2 separate regions of the Podarcis muralis genome follow, and region 1 is linked to region 2. Evidence: chromatin contacts called from public Hi-C data. All regions are on one chromosome and are shown on one strand. The core of a region is the stretch at or near the end of the contact, and the rest is flanking DNA. Distances in the headings are between cores, read along the strand shown. Region 1 holds the start of HDDC2 (HD domain containing 2). Region 2 holds the start of TRMT11 (tRNA methyltransferase 11).

Evidence for each region. A called contact is a pair of places that touch in the nucleus more often than the background predicts.
Region 1: a Hi-C map of tail shows a contact between it and region 2, with 2.1 times the contacts expected there. The contact joins the promoter of HDDC2 here to the promoter of TRMT11 in region 2. A contact is called at or near these places in 2 of 3 Hi-C or Micro-C datasets (blood and tail).

The regions. Positions count from the first base shown.
Region 1 is chr3:65,544,602-65,548,431 of rPodMur119.hap1.1, reverse strand. It overlaps HDDC2 (HD domain containing 2), which reads right to left and starts at 1,675. Exons shown (of 6, transcript XM_028723330.2): 1 at 1,517-1,675; 2 at 1-53. The coding sequence starts at 1,561.
Region 2 is chr3:65,321,190-65,324,983 of rPodMur119.hap1.1, reverse strand. TRMT11 (tRNA methyltransferase 11) reads left to right here and starts at 1,946. Exons shown (of 12, transcript XM_028723343.2): 1 at 1,946-2,067. The coding sequence starts at 1,960. It overlaps LOC144327267 (a long non-coding RNA gene), which reads right to left and starts at 1,869. Exons shown (of 3, transcript XR_013392251.1): 1 at 1,736-1,869; 2 at 267-337.

The sequences.
Region 1 (3,830 bases), core at 426-2,925, 220 kb before region 2:
ACGCTCTCTGGATTTGCTACATTTCTGTATACCCAGCCAGTCCGTGGGACTCTCTAGTCAAAAAGAGTTTAAGCAATACTGTCAAAGGGGGGGGAGCTTGCATGCATCTTCTTTTTTTATACCCAGCCATGTAGAAACGCAAGCTGCCATATTTAACAGACTGTTTGTTAGTCATGCTTACTGATTATAAATATTGTTAAAAGACAAAAAAAAAAAAAAACCCCAAGTAATTCCAAGACATTATTCCTATAAGCACCTGTGCCCCAGAAATAAAATATTTACTTCCTAGTTCCCCAGGTGGATAGTTTTGTATACTGGGTGTGAAATGTTGAACTTTGAGAATCCTGCCTGTATCCTATCTTACTAAGCTTACTGCAAAGCTGAACTACTAACTGCAGTCTTTAGGTTCTGCAAGGCAACAGAGGCAATTTATTAGGCAATCCACAAACTGCCATTTCCCCTTGCTTCCTTAATAAGCCCTCTCCGCTCTTCGGCCTTCTATTACTTGTAAACTACCTCACTTTCATTGCCGGCCAACTTTTCCTCCAGTGTCCCTTGGATTTACCACCATCCCCTTTTGCAACAGATTCCTTATTATTTCTACGTTATCCGGTCTCCAGGTTCCTAAAGCAGAGTCAGAACACAGAAGTCCTTCAGCCGGATAAGAAGGTGACCAGGCGCAAGCATCGTATGCACCTTTGTACTAAGCAAGTCTAATCTAAGCAGAAGCACGTGTTTAGGATTGCAGCCTTATCCTACGCAGGTCTAACTGTACATCCCACTGAGCTCAACAGGATTTGCCGCAGGAAAAATCTGCAAACTGCAGTCCTAACCCTGCCTCGGCCCAGTATACCTGAAGGTATGTCTCCACCCCCATCATTCAGCCTGGACACTGAGGTCCAGCGCCGAGGGCCTTCTGCCTGGTTCCCTCACTGCGAGAAGTGAAGTTAAGGGAACCAGGCAGAGGGCCTTCTCGGTAGTGGCGCCCTCCCTGCGGAACACCCTCCCACCAGATGTCAAGGAAATAAAATACTACCTGGCTTTTAGAAGACAACAGAAGGCAGCCCTGTTTAGGGAAGTTTTTAATGTTTGATATTCTACTGTATTTTAAATATTTTGTTGGAAGCAGCCCAGAGTGGCTGGGGAAACCCAGCCTGATGGGCGGGGTATAAATAAATAAATTATTATTATTATTATTATTCAGAGGTAGGTCCCGCCGCATTCAATGGGGCTCACTCCCAGGTAAGTGGGGTTTGGACTGCAGTCTTAAATAAATTATTATTATTATTATTATTCAGAGGTAGGTCCCGCCGCATTCAATGGGGCTCACTCCCAGGTAAGTGGGGTTTGGACTGCAGTCTTAATCGATGCTAAAAAGGGAGGGTGAGGAGATGCATGGGGGTTTTGTGCTGCAGCACCTTTGGGGACGCATACTGCGAAGATGGGCAAAACTGGTGCATTGACGCCCCCCTCCCCCACATTTGCTCCCGACCAGCCAGTCAGGGTCTCTGCTCACCTTCAGCTGCCCCACCAACTTCAGAAACTGCAGCAAGCTGCCCATGGTGCTGGCTACCAGCGCAGGAGCCTGGAAGCGGCAGGAGCTGCGGCCTCCCGCCTGCCTGCCCAAGAGCGGGTGGGGAGGAAGTGACGACACCACAGGCTCGGCTCCTCGGTTCCTGCGCCACGCGGCTGCTCATTGGCCAGCGGCGCAAGTCGGCGACGCATTACGGCCCCGAACGCCGGCTAGCCTATGGACACGCACGCGTGAAAGCCTTGGTCGTGGGGATGCGCCTGAGGCGTCCTCTGCACCGGTTCTGCCAGCCCGAGCCTTCGGAGGTCTCTTTGGCTTCTCCTCTCTAAGGATATAGGACGTTGTTTTCAAAAGCAGGAGCTTCGCTTCCCCTCCTTCCTCTCGAGGGTGGGAAGCAAAGCGGAGTCCGACGCAGCCGCCCCCACTTTCCTTCCTCCTCCTCCTGGTTTCTGTAGATATTTCGTAGCACGTGGCTAAACCCTTGCGAGTGCACAGCCAAAACACCCATTGAAGTGTTTGCTGAAGTTCCAGGTGAAGCTGCTCTGGAGGGGGAAAAGTCGTGTTGTTTCGGCCAAGGTTCTTGGCGCGTATAACCTAAGGTTACCAGTTACAGATAGGTAGCCGTGTTGGTCTGCCATAGTCAAAACAAAAAAAAATCCTTCCAGTAGCACCTTAAAGACCAACTAAGTTAGTTCTTGGTATGAGCTTTCGTGTGCATGCACACTTCTTCAGATACACTACACTCATGTATCTGAAGAAGTGTGCATGCACACGAAAGCTCATACCAAGAACTAACTTAGTTGGTCTGTAAGGTGCTACTGGAAGGAATTTTTTTTGTTTTGACTAAGGTTACCAGATTTTTTTCAATGAATCCGGGAACGCTTTAATTACTTAATTAATTGCTACACATTCCGGACGTTAATTCTGCAGCGATGGCAGTGGGGTGGCTGCAGCCTCGACCTCAACCGCCACGGTTTCCTTTCCTCCAAAGCGTCTTATCTCCATGAGCCTGGGCAGCCCCTGAGTTGTTGGTTCTTTGGTGGTGGGGGGAAGAGGTGCGCGGTGGGTCAGGCGAGAAGAAGGGCCGAGAGTGGGCGGTGCATGCCTCCCTTCCCATCGGAACAGCTCCAATCCCATTCATACTTGCCTGCAAGCAGGAGGGGGCGGGGAGCCCTCAGCTGGGAAGGGAGGCTTCACTATACTGTAACGACATACAAAAAAGGACTTTTACCGTTAGTCATTATTTCTTACATTGGCACAGCGCCTCCTACTGTGTTAAAAAAGGAACTGCCCGAAGGCACCACGTCACACTCTCGGTAAAAAGAGGAAAAAGTATTTTAATTTTTGCATTTTAGCCTGATATAAATATTGGATTGCCAGCGCTGTGTTTAAAACGCCAATTGTATAAAATAGACAAAAGAGGAAGAAAAAGTTGCCGCAAAAGGGAGAATATTTATGCGACACATTGCACTCCCATGTAGGCACCCATCCAAATACAGACCGGAGCTGTTTCTGCTTAGCAAATGGACGACTACATGCGCACTGCAACGAAGCCACAGTGTATTACGCGAGAAAAGCTGGTTCTGTGGCATATTTAAGTCCCTTTGTCTTCAGCGAGTTTTTCCCACCAACTTCTTGCAAAGTAATGTTAATAGCACGCCAAGTATAAGAACATTTAATTAGGAAACAAGCTCAATTCAAGCCCCTTTAAAAAAACACACCCACCCGTGTTGTAAGCCAATGCACGCTTAGAAGACTATATAAAATATGCAAAGGGTTTGGATAGATGGATTTTATTTCTATGCGACTTTTCATTCAAAAGATCCCAAAGCGGCTTACAAACAAATAACAGCAACATGGTAGAACATAATCTTACTGTGCATTAAAATACACATACAATAATGTATGTAGCATTACGTGAATTAGGAATTACCTGAGCGCACAACACCACTCTTAGTACTTTCTTTCTTTCTTTCTTTCTTTCTTTCTTTCTTTCTTTCTTTCTTTCTTTCTTTCTTTTTTTTGTTTTTTTTTGCATTTTAGCCTGACGAACAAAATCGAATATGCAGAGAGTTCGGATGCATTTTTACATTGCATTTTTACAAGATAGCAAACTGCAAAAACAGTCATCAATAACTGCAGCAAAAGCAGGGGAGTGTGGAGGATGTCCTTAGCACTTGTGCATGTAGGGTTCGCGACCTGCCCAGAAGTTTGCGGTTCTTACAGCAAAACCGGACTACCATGCAACCGACATCTGATGCTGAAAAGGATGATTAACTACGAACACCGCCCCCAATTG
Region 2 (3,794 bases), core at 697-3,196:
CATGTGGCCAGCATGACTAAGCCGCTTCTGGCGAAACCAGAGCAATGCACAGAAACGCCGTTTACCTTCCCACCGGAGCGGTACCTATTTATCTACTTGCACTTTGATGTGCTTTCAAACTGCTAGGTGGGCAGGAGCAAGGGACCGAGCAATGGGAGCTCACCCCATTGCGGGGGTTCGAACTGCCAACCTTCTGATTGGCAAGTCCTAGGCTCAGTGGTTTAACCCACAGCGCCACCCACATCCCTTAATAGTGCTCTACTTGCCTTCTATTCGTAATAGCAATTCAGATCATACCCAGCCTGTTGCACCTGTTTTCACTGTATAGTTGCATGACCTGAAAGATAAAACAGTAGGCCAACCCTGTACTATCCTTTAGACAAGTTTGGTTACTTAGACATAATTCTGTGCATGTTTATATTGAAATCTCACCAAGTTAAATAGAGCATGGGTCCAGTGGAGTAGGATGTGGTGGGTGCCATTCCACTTTTCAGACAGACCTATAACCATCTCACATTTCAGGTGGGCATAACCCAGTTTGGTCTAACCATCCCACTTCTGCTTTTCTCCTCACTTACTCCCAAGTTTATATACACATAGGTTACAGACTCAACACATGTCATTTGGAAGCAGGTCCCTTTATAGTCAATGGTGTTACCAATGTGCACAGGATTGCACCAACTTTCCTACATGCTAGATATATTCAAGTGAAACAATTATGTGCATTTGCTCAAGGTAACACCAAAGGTATTGATTGCTTGGTCTGGATCAATGTGCCCTTGGAAAAGCTAACGTTATATTTAAATATATGCTTATCTTGTAGAGTTTCTCTTTTCTGTGAGTGAAAATTGAATTGTCACCTCTGTAGCATGCCAATAATTACGATGCATGGCCTTGTTGACCTCTTTGTAGCACCTTCATTGATAGAAGTCAGTTAACCAGAGTACAGTCACCTTATTAATTGCCACAAAGGGGTATGGTTCCTTCTACAGCTGTGCATTTTTTAAGGTGGAAAGAACATGCAAGATTCTATTTGAGGTTTCTGTAGGTTTTTAACTACAGAAAATATTCCACTTGATATAAGATAAAAAGGTAAAGGTATATAAAAACAATTTCCATAAAGGCTTGTGAGTTCAGTCTTCAATACCCCTACTTTAATAGGTAGAAAATGGAAACAGACCAACATCAGCTTAACTATTTGTGTTTGGATAACCCTAGTAAAAAGGTTCCAGCACTCCTGTAGTGCAAATTCATTGTACATGAACAGCAGCAAACATTTTCTGATAAGTGCAAGTCCTCAGATTTCTAGAAAATTAGCATGTAGCTAAATGCATGTTCACCAGGTAACTAGTTTATGATAAGCCTGTGTAAAACAGCAGGCGCTCATTTTGGAAGCTGGCTTCTTAGCTTTCGCCTTGATCCACACGTATTGCGTGTGCGCCACTGACAGCCGCTGTATTAAGTTTTCAGGCTTTGCAGCCGCTTGCCTATTTGTGCCTCGAAACCATCTACGTATCTCAGCAGCATATTTCTCATAAGAAGTCGCACTGATTTCTATGGCGCCGATTCCTACATGCGAACTAAATGCACGTTGCTTGGAATCGCATTTCAAAGCGCTGCGTGCAGCTGATGACAAGGATGCATGTCGAGTAGCGGGATGCTACACATTCTCTTCCACTCAGCGGTGGAAAAAAGGAGTGTTATAGAAAGGAATTTTTATTGCAAACATCCTCACCTTAATCCCGTGGCGCAGGCTGCAGTCGCTTTTCTAGCACGTATATATAATTGACGGGATCTCCTTAAGGAGAAGAAAGGAAGGAGACACTTCCTGGGGCGCTGCAGCCCCCTGTCCCGGGCTCCCTCCTCCCGCCCGCCATTCCTTCCCCGGCTTCCCTGCTCCTCCCCTCGCCCTCAAGCGCCGCCTTCCCGCCGTGATGCTGCTCTTCTTCCTCCGCGCGCATGCGGGCTTCGGGAGGCGGAGGCGGCGGTGCGATGGCGCTGCCCAGCGCGGGTCTTCCGTGCTACCTGCTGCTGCTGGCGCAAGAGAACCTGGAATTCCGGCTGCCGGTGAGTCCTGAGCGCGAGAGCCGCAGCGACGCCCGGAAAGCACAGCGCGCGCGCGGAGCCGCTCCTGTTTCTCCCCCACCCCAAGCCCACAGGACAAGCGAAGGAAGAAAGGAGCCTTTGCTTTCCGGGCTGCTGACAAAATGCATTGTTTACGAACGAGCCCCGGGCTTTTCAAAGGCCCTCCTTCCGTGTGCAAATCACACCCGAGGGGGGCTGCTGCAAACCCCCGTTTCCTTGACATGGCGGAAGAGCCCGTTAGTTTCATTATGGTAGCGGTGTGCCAATGAAATGTTGATTCATACATTGGATTTCTATGTACAGTATAGAAACACAGATACGTGTGCTACAGCAGCGCCGGATTTATGTACTGTATAAGCTAAACAAGCTTAGGGCCCCACTCTCTTGGGGGCTCCCAAAAAAGTAAAAGGAAAAAAACCCTGGATGTACTTTGATAAAATACATATTTGTTATGTGCAAATGGCTTTAGATACCTATTAGGTCCATAAATTACCATATAGCATATATTCAACACACAAAAACAGCGACAATTTGTTGTTGGCAAAGGACAGCTGGACATATAAAGGGCCCCATCACCTTCAGTAGCTTAGGGCCTCAGCAAACCTAAATCCGGCCCTGTGCCACAGTAACAACCAAAAGCAATACCCCCACCACACATACTGTATTGGCCTGAATATAAGCCTCATTGCCCCCCCCCCCCAATTCCAACCGTAAAAAGTTTAAGTGCGGCTTACATTCACGACCTTACAATATGCAGCAAGGAGCGCGGGGCAAACAGTGCCAGGAGCGGGGCAAAGCAGTGCCCTCCCCGTGCGTAGTCCCCTGTTCTCTCACCCAAGGCCGGGAAGGGAGACAGTGAGGAAGGGGAAACGCAGCAGCACGGATCTCTCTCTCTCCCCCCCCCCCCCCCAGTATGCAGCCAGGAACAGCGAGGAAGGGAGTGGCTTATATTCAGCTATTTCCCCCTTTTTTCTCCCCCCTTCCAGTTTTAAAGGTGCAGCTTATATTCGGGCAAATACGATAGATTGTGGCGGGGGCGTAAATTGTTTTATTAGCCAAAGGCCTGGGAGAAGAGAAATGTTTTTGCCTAAAGGTATGTAAGTAAGGCGCCCGGCGAGCCTCCCTGGGGAGACCATTCCACAAATGGGGAGCCACCACAGAAAAGGCCCATTCTCATGTTGCCACCCTCTGGATCTTTCATGGAGGAGGCACACGAAGAAGGGCCTCGGATGAGGACTGCAGGATCTGGGTCAGTTAAGATGAGGAGAGGCGGTACTTGAGGTATGTGTGCCCATTGGTTCACAATCTGCAGATCTGATAGCCCATTTGAGCTTGGGGGAAAAAGGAAGAACTCATGCCTGATAGTTTAGAAAGAGAGAAGGTATCTCCCACTCTGATGTCTGCACATTGAAACATGATACGACAGGATTTGGAACTGCATCCTCTTGACAAGATGTGCTGCAGTGAATAAATTCAATGAAGAAAGCTCCCTAGATGCCCGTAAGAAAGAGCACAGAGGAATGTTTTCTAGTGGTCTTCACTGGACTAAAAAGATCAACTCCCCCAGCTTTAGCTTTCACTGTTTTGTGTAAAGATAGCCTCATCAGTAGGGTGTCTCTGCTTTTTCCATAGGTTTGATTTTTAGGAGGTACCTTTAATGTACATACTGAAAATGTGAGCCTTTTATTCCAGCCAAAGCTGAGCATCTT